2 separate regions of the Mus musculus genome follow, and region 1 is linked to region 2. The links are chromatin contacts, called in public promoter capture Hi-C maps. All regions are on one chromosome and are shown on one strand. Each heading gives the region's core, a stretch centred on a gene start, on an enhancer-like site or on the middle of the called end of the contact. The rest is flanking DNA. Distances are from core to core; before and after follow the strand shown.

Region 1 (6,203 bases), core at 2,899-5,398, 220 kb after region 2:
CTCTTTCTCTCTCTTACTCTGTTTCTTAATCTCTAGCCTTTCTTCTCTCTCTGTCCTTTTCTCCCTTCTCTCTTCTTGGCCATGGCCGGTCTCTCTCTTTTACCTTCTCTCTTTCCCCCTGCCTTTCTACAATAAAGCTCTAAAACCATAGACTGTCTCTGTTCATTAAGGCCCGCTGTGCTTGGAGGATGGGATAGGCTTTCTCCTAATGAGACGTTTCTAATCTCCCGATAGAAGGCCTTCTTGTGCTCCAGTCAAGGCCCGGACTAAGGACTCTAGCCTGCGTGGGAACCTCTCTCCCTCTGCCCTCTCTCCTGTAACCCCGGGGTAGAAGGTGTCACCCTAGGGCCCCTGGTATCAGGGGGCTGCCCCTTGTCCACTCCCTGCCGAGTGGAGTCAGTGGCTTAGATGCCCACCTGGGGCTGACTGGAAAGAGTCTGGCAGCCCTCCCGTGTCTGCCTGCCCAGAGCATAGGAGGAACTCTGGCCGGATGTGGGCTCTTTCCCTCCCCCCTCCTTCCCCTACCCCCCATATTTTCCACAGATGTATAAAGTCAGAGTTTTGTAAAGGAATAGAAAGAACTGCTAGAATGAATATATTTATATATCTATCTGTATATATGTATATGAGAGTTCAATAGATAGGTAGATAGATTATATGTATACATTACACACACACACACACACATATATATATATATATATATATATATACATGAATGAGATTTATTAGAGTGCCTTATAGATTGTAGTCCAGGTAGTCCAACAATGGCTGTCTCACAATGGAAAGGTTGGGAATCTGGTAGTTTTTCGAGCCATGAGGTTGATGTGTTAGCAGACCAGATCTGGCATGGAGTCCTGGAAGACTCCCTAAGGTCTGCTGGTCTTCAGTGTACAATGAAATCCTGAAGAAGTTAAATTTAATACCATACATTAGCACAGGATAGATGGACTTGCCAGCTAGAGTGAGGGCAAAGCTTCCTTCATCCATGTCCTTTTGTGTAGGCTGCCACCAGAAGGTGTGGCCCCGATTTAGTTTGGGTTTTCTTGATTTAAATAATCTGATCAAGAAAATTTCTCACAGGATTATGTGGCAGCTTGGGTTTTAGTTAATTCCAGATGTAGTCAAGTTGACAACCAAGTTTAGTCATCACGATGCATGTATTCAATGTTGTGGCAAATTTTCCTCTTGAAAAGCTAGGAATTGGATCATGGTACCCTGACACCATTTCACCATTGAACTATAGACTCTTGGATAGTCAGTAATTCAGTAATCCATATACTCTTGTGACCATAACTCATTTTACACACACACACACACACACACACACACACACACACACACACACAAAACTTCTCTTTTATGTAATTCAATAGAGTACAGATGCTGCTGGGGAGGCAAGGATGGCCCCAAAGAGCAGAGGCTCACACTTTGATAGCTGCCATTCACTAGGCTTACCAGCTGTCATTTGATGGTGCCTGTTGACAGGAGACCTGTGACCATAGTCTAACTGTGGAAACTGAGAACCGGGAGGTTAGAGGACTTATGCATGGCCAAATGACATGACCATAAAAACTGAATGCAGATGCATTTAAAAGCACAGATCCCCAGAGAAGAGCATGAATGGCATCCCCAGATCACAATCCAGCAGACACACCAGCCTTCCTGGAAGTTCTTCCCAGTAGATGCCATCATGGGGGATTCACTTCCCTGTCCCAGGAGCACTCTGCTTTTAAAACAGTTATTGGAAATGAGAGGGAGGAGCCATGACACTGGCTTTCCATCTGGGGACCAACTCTGCTGAGAATACCCTCTTTCAGAGTACTAGCTGGCAGGCTCAGAGTTTCTGATAGATCTCCACCCCCCCCCCCAATTACCATTGAAATAATACTAAAATAGTGCAGTCCAGATTGACATGACACCCTCCTGCCCTGCTTACCTGGGGGCTCTCAAGATGTCTTGCAAGGACAGAGATCCCTTTCTAATAAGAAAAGTCACCCCTTCTTTCGATGTGGGCGCCATGTGTCAAATCCCAGATGGGGCGTTATACTGAATGCATCCAATCTTAGTCCATTTTGCTACTGTAACAAAATTCCATGGAGTAGATAATTTCTTTTAAAAAGTAATTTCTTGCTCACAGATCTGAAGGCTGAGAAGCCCAATAACTGGGCACTGGTTTCTGGTAAGGACCCCAGGTGGAGAACACCATGTGAGAGAACGTTCCAGTAGCAGCTTTACAGCGATCTCCATGTTCCAGGAGACGCCCTGACCCATGTAGGAGAGTGGAGCCCCAGTACTAGTTATTTCTCAAAGATCTCAGGTTCTTGAATTAACACAGTATCAGTCATTAGGAACCCTGGAGGGAGTACTCAAAGCATAACATGCCCTAAAGCTACCCAACCTGGGGTTGTATGGCTGCTTGGACATGTCTCAACCCTGTTGGATGTTGTTGGATGCCACTGGATCAAATGTCTAGTATTTTCTGAGGTGACAAAAGTAGGCTGATGGGTTCATCCAGGAGGCTTTGACATGGCCTCCTGGCTTCAGTCAGGATTATCAAGGAAGAAGAGCTTGGTTTGTTTCCTTGGCCTGTGTTGCTGCAAGTTAGCTTTCCAGCCATTACCTGACTCTTCCTTGGCACCGCTGGCATTGATCCAAACATCTCACACAGCACTGGCAGTGATGCCAGAGTTGGCCAGAAGTCTGTAAGCAGAGACAGCTTACTTCCCTAGAAGCCAAACCAGGATGGTCAGCACCTCAAAGCCCACACCTGGGCCAGGGATGAACAGCTTAGTGATGTCCAGAGACCTGAGATACTGTTCCTTCTTCAGAAGAGTCAGTCCCTGAGAGTAGCTAGGACAGATGGGCACAGGCCACCATCTCACTTCCACTGCTTCCGGTGTGACTTGGAGCCTCTGTGTGCCTCAGTCCAGTGGCTTGAATAGGTTTGGCCTCCATAGATTCATGTATTTGAATGTTTGGCCCACAGAGAGTGGCACTATTAGGAGGTGTGGCCCTATTGGAGTGGGTGTGGCCTTGTTAGAGGAACTGTGTCACTGTGGGAGTGGGCTTTGAGGTCTTCTAGTGCTTAAGCTCTGCCTGGTATGGAATTCCCGTCTCCTCCTGACTGCCTGCAGAAGATAGTCCCCTTCTGCTGCATGAGGATCAAGATGTAGAACCCTCGGCACCTCCAGCGCCATCTCTGCCTGCAGGCCGCCATGCTTCCCACCATGATGATAATGGACTGAACCTCTTATAAGTTCCTTTATAAGAACTGCCTTGGTCATGGTGTCCCTTCACATGAAACCCACTAAGGCACTCAGTTTCCTTTTTAGGGTTAGATGAAACAGAGTAACAGTGAGCCTGTAATGAGCACATTCATGGTCAGTCCGGCTGGGCTGCGCAGCACTGCTGGTCTCCATGATCAGTTGTTTAGGATCAGACAAGGAAACAATGACCTCCCTGCTAAGAGAGGGGCAGAGCTAAAAGTAGTCCTCAGGCCTCACCACTCCCAAGATACCTCTGGGTGGGGCTCATCCCCATGGGCAGGGCTCATCCCCATGGGTGGGGCTCCATCCCCAAGGGCGGGGCTCCATCCCCATGGTTTTCTTTCAGATCCCAACAACTCCAAACTTTGGGAAAAAAGTTTTCCTATAGCCTTGGAGACTACAGCAGTAGTTCTAAACCTTCCTAATGATGCGACCCTTTAGCATAGTTCCTCGTGTTGTGGTGACCACCAATCATAAAATTATTTCCTTGCTACTTTGTAACTGTAATTTTACTATTGAAATACTGTTATGAATTGCAATGTAAATATCTGATATGCAGCCCCCCCCCAAAGAGGTGGTGACCCACATAGGTTGAGAACCATGGCTCTACAGGAAGGAAACAATGTTAAAATGGCATCTGGAAATAACCATGTAGGTTAAGGGGAAAACACAAGAGCCAAACTGATCATCAATCCTCCATGTTCCATCCTCTGTGAGGAGTGTGTGTGTGTGTGTGTGTGTGTGTGTGTGTGTGTGTGCATGTGCACACATGTACATCTGCTTAAAATAAACAAAGCTGTGTCGCAGGCAAGTGAGAGCGAGGGGAAGGGAGTTTCAAGTGTGTCTTGTCAGCTTCCATTTGGTCAACCAGCCAACTTGGGCCACCTATTTACTTTGTTATTAAGTTGTTGGCCTGAGGGGAGAGAGGGTAAGAGGGAGAAGAGACAGAAGAAGGGAGGGAGGGAGGGAGGGAAGGAGAGAGAAGGAAATGAACAAAATCTTTTATTCTTTGGCCTCTTCTGGAGGTGCCAAGGGTTTCCCCTTACTTCAAGTGAAGTCCATATCAAGGCAGGAAAAGTTGAGTCAGATAAAGTGTCACTGTGCGTTGTCCCGCCCTTAGTTCCAGGAAAGGACAAAGCATTTCCCAGCTGCTGCAAATGGGCCAGATGTTTTCCCCATTAGGGCCTTCCTGGGGCAGAAATGATCCTTGCTGTTTAGTGCTCAATTACACTAGTAATCGTCTTGGAAGCCTGGAGTTGCTTGACTTCAATTGCCTTTAGAGACAGAACTTTCAATATGTGCTCTTGTTAATATGTGCTCATCAGCTAGGAAGCACACTTGCCAAGAATGTTTCACCCAACCAGCCTTGCTGCCACTAACCTCTGGTTCACAGGAAATACCAAAGGAGGATAAACAAGCTCAATAGCACAAGAATAAACACAAACCCAGCATGGGGGACATTCTCCAAGACAACTCTTCTGGACTCTTCAATAGATCTGCTCATCCTAAGTCTGTCTGTCTGTCTGTCTGTCTGTCTGTCTGTCTGTCTCTCTCTCTTTCTACTTTTGGGGGAGGGGAGTAAGGAGATCTTGTAGGACAAAAGCTACGCACAATGTATACATTGAAACTAGAACCTGGTTTGATTAATAGACTAATAACATCAAAACAGGATTAATACCATCAAAACAAAAAAGAAATAGTTTTAAGCCAGCTGGAGAAATTTGAACATGGAGAAATTTGATTGTGAAATTATCATCATTTTCTTAGGACTAATACTGGTGCATTTGCTAGATCAAAGAATGTCTTTGTTCTCTGATTGACGTACCATGCTATCCATGACTTTTAAAATAACACAGGAAAGCTGGGGATGCAGTTCAGTGGTGGAGTGCTTGCCTAGAAAATGCAAGGCCGGAGATTAATCCCCACATCCCCAGCACTGGAAACAAACAAAGTTGCTCTGGAAAGGTCCATTTGTGTGCATATGGAGATGGAGCAGTGATGTGAAAATCTTAAGTCACTAGAACTGCATGAAGATGCTCACTGTGCATGAATTTAAAATCAGGGAAAAGAAAAACAAAAAAATAAAGTGAAAGATTTGTCTCTTAACTAAAAGTCACACACCTGAATCTGGGGAAAGATTTTTTTTTTTTAATTAGAGGCCATTCACGTCATGGCACAATGGAGGAAAGGCCACCAGCACGAACCTGGGAAGGGAAAGAGAACAAGAGTGTGGTAAAGGTAAAGACACACAGTGTGGCATCTCAGGAGCAGAAGGGTCAGTGGGAGGCACTCTCTGTATTCCACCTTGGGGGCTGGTGGAAGCTTCATGTGTATAAAGTATAATTAATGAATGAAAAAGCAAAGCTGAAGAGAGCCATGTATGGACTGCTGAGGTGGACTCACAAGTAAGTAAGAGTGCCTATTCCCTGTTGTTTCTGTGGTAACACGACAGACTCCCATATCAGTCTGCAGCCCTGTGGGTGCTGGAGGAAAGAACTGAATTCATTGTTTCCATTTACCCATCTATTCATTCCACATCTACTTACTGGGGGCCTGCTACTGTTTAGGCATATAAAATAGAGAGGGATGTGAACAGATCCACATGGGGAAGTAGGAGGTAGATTCAGACAGAAACAGAATAGACATTTGTGGCTTAGCTTTATGTCAACCTGACATAAGCTAGAGCCATTTGGGAAGGGGACATTTCAATTGAGAAAATGTCTCCATAAGCTTTGCCTATATCTGTGATGCATTTTCTTGATTAACAATTAATGTGGGAAGGTCCAGCTCACTGAGAGCATTGTCACACTGGGAAGGCGGTCCTGGATGGTATAAGAAAGCAAGCCGAGAAAGCTATGAGGAGCACACCACTAAGCAGCATTTCTCCATGGCTTCTGCTTCAGTTTTTGATTGGAGTTTATGCCCAGTCTTCCC
Region 2 (5,661 bases), core at 3,020-5,519:
CAGGCGACAGCAGAGCCACCCAGCAATGAGACTGTGTGCCCTGTGAATCCTTCTGAGAGTCCTGGAGCCTCAGAATTCTTTGGAGGACTCCTGGGGCCTCCGTTTTGGCTGTAGCCACGCCTACCTCCTCTTTGGCAATCCTCATGTTGTCCGTAACATCTGAGAAGACCGTGGGTTTGATGAACAGCCCTCTGTCCTCCATGGCTGACCCCCCACATTCTAGCTTGGCCCCTTCCTTCTTCCCACTCTCAATCAGCTCGAGGATTTTGTCAAACTGCTTTTGGTCGATCTGCAAGACACAGAAGGGAATTATAACTACTTTCTTCCAGGAGGGGACTGTGGTCTTGTGTTTTCAATGGCCCTCAGCACTGTCAGCAGGTCCTTCTCTGTTCGGTGTCCTTGTCCAAGTCCTAGATCAGACAGCAGAGAGCCTTGTGGGTGGAGAGTCCTCTCCTGCACAAACACACCCTTTGGAACACCAGGGCCACAGGGAGGCCGTCCATCCTCCCCTCCATCCTGAGGCCTTACTCAAGTCTGGTTCCCCTCCTCATGCTGTGAGGTAAGGGTTAGGGTGAAGCAGACTCGGGATGCTTGCGTTCTCTCAAGTCTCAGCACTCTGCTTCCATTACTGGATTTAACAAGTAAACACGGGATGCCCAGCTCAATGTAACGATCAGAAACACAGCACACGGTGGCTTTTCGTATAAGGATATGCCAAACAGCTATTCCGGATATACTCAATTTAAGGTGTCTTCAGTTTGTCCGAAATTTGTCTAGTGGTGGTGTATTTGCCTGATAACTCTGCCCTGCTTACTGCGCTCCGCAGATTAGGGTAGGTTCGCATTGGAATTATCCTATCATGGTGCAGAGGAGGGAGCAAGGACTCAGAACTCCCGGGAACGGTGGACTGGGCCTCACAGTAGGGTCTGGGTACTGCTTCTTGGCTGGAGGGGAATGAACTGATCAGCAAAGTTCCACCTTCTGCTCTCTCCTTGGCTAGAAGGTGCCCTAGGCCACACGCCACAGATTAACACCCAGTTGGGGGACACAGTATTTATCCAGATATCAAAAGGTCACCCCTTCTGGGGATGGCTCAACAGGGAAGATGATCTTCCTGTCTTCTTCCTCAAATACATATGTTCCTACTGTGACTGGGTTGACAGACCGCTCCTTCTGTCCCAGGCTGAGAGAGACAGAATTTAAGCGACAAAGGTTACTGAGACATCCAGATAGGAGGCTTGGTTTCATTCCAGAAACATTAAATGGGAAAAAACAAAACCCAGGGATAGAGAAATGGCTCAGTGAGTAAAACGTGAGGACTTGGGCTCTCTGACATCCATGGGGGCGGGGGTAGAAGAACTGGACATAGTGACCCACACCTATAATCCCAGCACTGGGAAAGTGGAGACAAATGCTCCCCGAGGCTTGCTGGTCAGCTAGTCTTACCTACTCAGCGCACTTCAGGTTCAGTGACAGATTCTGTCTAAAAGAATAGGGTGGATATCAACAGAGAAATAACCTGACCTTGACCCCGGCCTCCATACAAACATACAATATATGTGCACACATATGTGCACATGGCTGCACACACACATGAACAAACATACATGCATGCAAACACAAATACCCACAGACAGTAAAGGTGCAAAAAAAGTAAATAAACCCATTTCAGGTCCAGAAAGTTCTTTGAGATTCTTCCTAAGAAACAATAAAGAATCAAATAGTGAAGCCAACATGATCTCTTGCACACAGAGATGGGGAGGAAATCCAAGCACATAATCACATTTGCAAGGAAATCCTGGAGGGGAACTCCAGGAATAAAGGCCATACGGGAGCCCCGATGTGGGGAGAGGTGAGAATGGGTGGGAGTGGAGATAGTGAACCCCTTCACTGTAGTCCTTTGTACATGGTTAGGGTCTAGAGCGATATGCTTGCATGCCCACAAAATGTAATGAAAGAAACCCAAACACGTCCAGTTCCCAGCCTTCTCTGTCTTTCTCTGGGTGAACCACATCTTGGTTCAAAAGTCCCAGATGGGCTGGCGAGACACTTAGTGAATAACGGTGCTAGTTGTCAAGACTGACAACTGGAGCTGAATCCTGGGCCCAGCAAAGATCCACACAGGAGAAGTAGGCGGCTTCTGGCCTCCATATCCTTGCTGTGGCATGTGCATCCCTCCTCCCATACACAAATGTATACACATACAAAGTAAATAAATAAATGTCACTTAAAAACATTTTTTAAATGTGGGAGGGGGAGTACTTATGTAACCAAACCCTTCTCTCCTCCTAGGGGGCCAACATAGCTCATTGGCGGAACTTCATCAGGCCTCAGGTCTTGGCTGGCTGGAACTAAGTTCTACCGGCAGACCCCATCTGTTCTGCAGGCAGCATGGGTCCCTGTCAGAACCCCTACACACCCATGCTCCACTCCCCCCGATGAGCCCTCATAAACACGTTGTTTAAATCTAATAGCCATCCGTGAAATGTCAGCTGGTGCCTACAGTACAGGAAGGAAGATCTGGCAGGAAGGGAAATGACAGGGCAGGGCACAGCACCAGAAGTGAGAAAAGATGGCCCCCACAGGACCTCTGCAGAGGACGCCTCCGGATCCCGAGCAGGCCAGGTGGCTTCCTTGCTCGGCTGCCAAGTTAACCCAAAAGATGATGGAATGTTCCAGCAAGCGGTCTCCAGCCCCCAGCCCCTGATCTAGGTCAGCAAGCTCTTCCACAGGCCTGAGACACACAGGAGTGTTTAGGCAGCTGGACAGCCTTGCAGAGTAAAACCTTACAGGTCTGTGGAGAGGGGGAGGGGAAAGAACACTTACAGGATCCTAACTAGTGTCCGGTTAGACAGTGTAAGTGAGTTCCACAGGGACTGTGCACAGAGAGCCCAGGTGGGATGGACAAACAGCCCCTCCCCGACCCACTCCACGGAAATGTCACACCAGAGATTTGGGAAGAAAAGGACAGAACCGTCAGGAGAAAACGTTTCCCATCTATTTCAGCTCAATGCTACAATTTGTGGATTCAGTACTGGTTTGTGGTCATGTGTGCACAGACACCATGGGCTACCCTGTGACAGGACTGTAGAGTTTGTGGTTGAGGCTGGGCATGAGGAATGCACACAGCTTCCCCACCAGGGACATGTGACACCAGTGCCACAGAGCACATGGGCTGCAGTCAAGGTTGGTGTCACCTTGGACAGAAAATCCTCCTCCATTTCTTGTCCAGCCAGCATCCACACAGAATAGCTAAGCAAAACTGATAAGGATGCCCTGAAATCACGTGGGGATGTGCATCTTCTAGGTCAGAGAGTTGCCAGTCGGGGCATATCTGCCTTTGCTGAGTTCTTCCTGGTGATGCTATACCCTCCATTTACTCCCATTTCCCAGATGAGAAAACTAAGGGCTGGAACAAACAACACAGAACCTCCTTTGGGCTCAGAAGTATCCTGTGTAAACATTTGGTGCCAATCCAGTGTGCCTCTAGGATAGACAGCAGGGAGTAAGTCGTGGATATGACTGGAAACCTGAGGGCTAAGCAGGAGTCTGACAAAAACAGAGTTGCCACCATTCTCTACTGCAGTGGAGACGTGCGTGCGCTTTACAAACTTCCTGGTTGGAGCTATTCCCATTCCCAAACCAGGCTTGCAGAAACCTGTTCCCACTACCCAGGATACAGCCCAATCCCTAGAGTCTCTTCACCCTCCGGTTACCGAGGGTTACTTCACGCTATAGTGCATGTGGCCTTGCAGGCCCTTGAGTCAAGCTTGTCAGTCATTGCCCTGACTGTCTCCCTCTTCGGCAGGGTTCAGGGAACTCTCTCTATCCCCCCTCCCCCGCTTTGAAGGCCACCATATCAAGAAGGCTGTGAAGGCTTCCCGATATGGCTACGGCAGATAGCCTCGTGCCCCGGATGCACTGGCTCCTCCCTGATTCCCCGAGGATACCGCTCCATTTCCTCACAGAAACAGTTTTTTTCTATCAGCTTCTAAAGAAAAGCTTTGAGTGGACAGCACAAGCCAGTTCTTTTCCTTGGAGGGGGAATCCTGTCTGTGACCATGCTTCTGCCTAGCTCAGTCCCTGCAGGAGCACCACACATGGGGACATGTCTGTTGGTGGGTTACCTGAGGCCCCTGCTCCGTTTTGGCATCGAAGGGGTCTCCAACTGGCCTCTTCTTGGCGAACTCCACACTCCTCCTCACAAACTCCCCGTAGACCTGCTCTTCCACGAACACCCTGGAGGCCGCTGTACAGCACTGGCCTTGGTTGAAGAACACTCCCTGGTGAGCACACTCGACGGCCAAGTCCACTGGGGGTGGGTCGGGGGAGGCAAGAGGAAGCGATTAAGTTGTTACAACAGGCCTGACAGCTGCAACTCTAATTACCCCCACAAGAAAACAGGGCCCAGATGACTGCATTTCAGAAACTAATTTTTCTTTCTTGGCGCTTCCCAAAGGAGAGGACGGGGAGAAGGATTTTTAGATTCACCAAGTCAGAGTTAAGTAAGTCTGGAGACTCAGGCTCTCTTGGTGCCTTTAATGTGCTAATGAGTGTCCAGTGGGAGCACTTTCCAGTTTAACTGTCCATAGAACTCCCCACCCCAGCTTTCCTGTCCCTAGAGGGACTGACTGTATCTCAGCAGGGTTGGACCAGGACAGTCTCACAAGGATCTCAGACCTCCCTGCACCCCACCCCTGCATCTGGGCCAGGGGCCAGGTTAGCGTGGCCCCTCCTGAAGACATCAGTTAATTTTCTGGTCCCTGGTGGGAACCAGGAAGGATGAGTGAAGTGACAAAGTATTGCATGTCACCCTGAACATTATGTCAGGATTTAATTTGGGAGAATGGCACTCCCTGGAGGAGGAGGCCCAAGGAAAAAGGGGAGCAGGCTCTGTTTTCATGACCCTTGGGGAACCAGCCCCTACTTAGGGTTCCCCTCGTCGGTATAGGGACAGCAGGTGGGGCAACACAAAACAGGACTGGCTCTTTGGGAAGGGAGATTGGGACCCTAAGTGTGAGTCACAGGAGGGCTAAATACAAAACTGTTCCAGTGACTCTGGGAGCAGCATTGCTCAGACCAGAGATGGGCAGATCCTCTCCGCAGCCTCTCTGGGAAGAAGAGCGAGTTCTTCCTCACTCTCCTCTCCCACTGAAAGTCAGTTTTAGGGAAAGAAACCGGTCCTTCACATTGTGTTATCATTTCTCAGGGCTATTTGCCATTCCAGCCTTATCTGGGCGCGGAATGGAAGCCTTTGATCTCTGCAGCAGGGATTTCTGGCACGAGGGGACAGTGGGGGAGGCTGTTCTCTATGGCATGGGTGCTCTCAGGTCTTCCATAAGTGACCCAGTGATCAGAAGATGAATGCTCACCGTGGTCCTTCCTGCCCTCTTCTGGACACAAGCGCCAACAATAACATACACACACTTTAATACTGCGTCACCCAGCTCTGGCAAGGCACAAGTTGTGCCCAGCTGTGTGCCAGAGAAGAGCCACACAGGAGTGACACCCAGAGCATGGTTTTTTATGTTTTGAAGGGTCAGCAAGGCTGTCCTCTGGTGTGCCAGCTGCTGTGTCAACTCTTTCAAGAGCCCAAGAAGACTGTAGCCTCAGTGGCTTAAAGATAGAAAACTGGACGCCCAGAGTGGAGAGCCTGCCTCC

What was found. Capture Hi-C pulls out chosen DNA fragments and counts their contacts.
Region 1: a promoter capture Hi-C map of adipose tissue shows a contact between it and region 2. The contact joins two enhancer-like sites. A contact is called at or near these places in 1 of 484 Hi-C or Micro-C datasets (embryonic fibroblasts), 3 of 115 datasets of contacts at active chromatin or transcription factors (cardiomyocytes and embryonic stem cells) and 3 of 9 other capture datasets (adipose tissue, liver and pancreatic islet).

The regions. Positions count from the first base shown.
Region 1 is chr7:66,619,118-66,625,320 of GRCm38.p6, forward strand. No RefSeq gene overlaps it. Among named protein-coding and RNA genes, the nearest start is that of Gm33570, 40 kb to the left of the region's middle. Within about 2 kb of position 4,149, at least 16 of the 459 cell types and tissues checked have an H3K27ac peak or open chromatin away from gene starts, as enhancers often do. A contact at or near this core is called in adipose tissue, where this site is marked.
Region 2 is chr7:66,401,847-66,407,507 of GRCm38.p6, forward strand. It overlaps Aldh1a3 (aldehyde dehydrogenase family 1, subfamily A3), which reads right to left. Exons shown (of 13, transcript NM_053080.3): 9 at 4,128-4,312; 10 at 125-289. Among named protein-coding and RNA genes, the nearest start is that of Lrrk1, 16 kb to the left of the region's middle. Within about 2 kb of position 4,270, at least 17 of the 459 cell types and tissues checked have an H3K27ac peak or open chromatin away from gene starts, as enhancers often do. A contact at or near this core is called in adipose tissue, where this site is marked.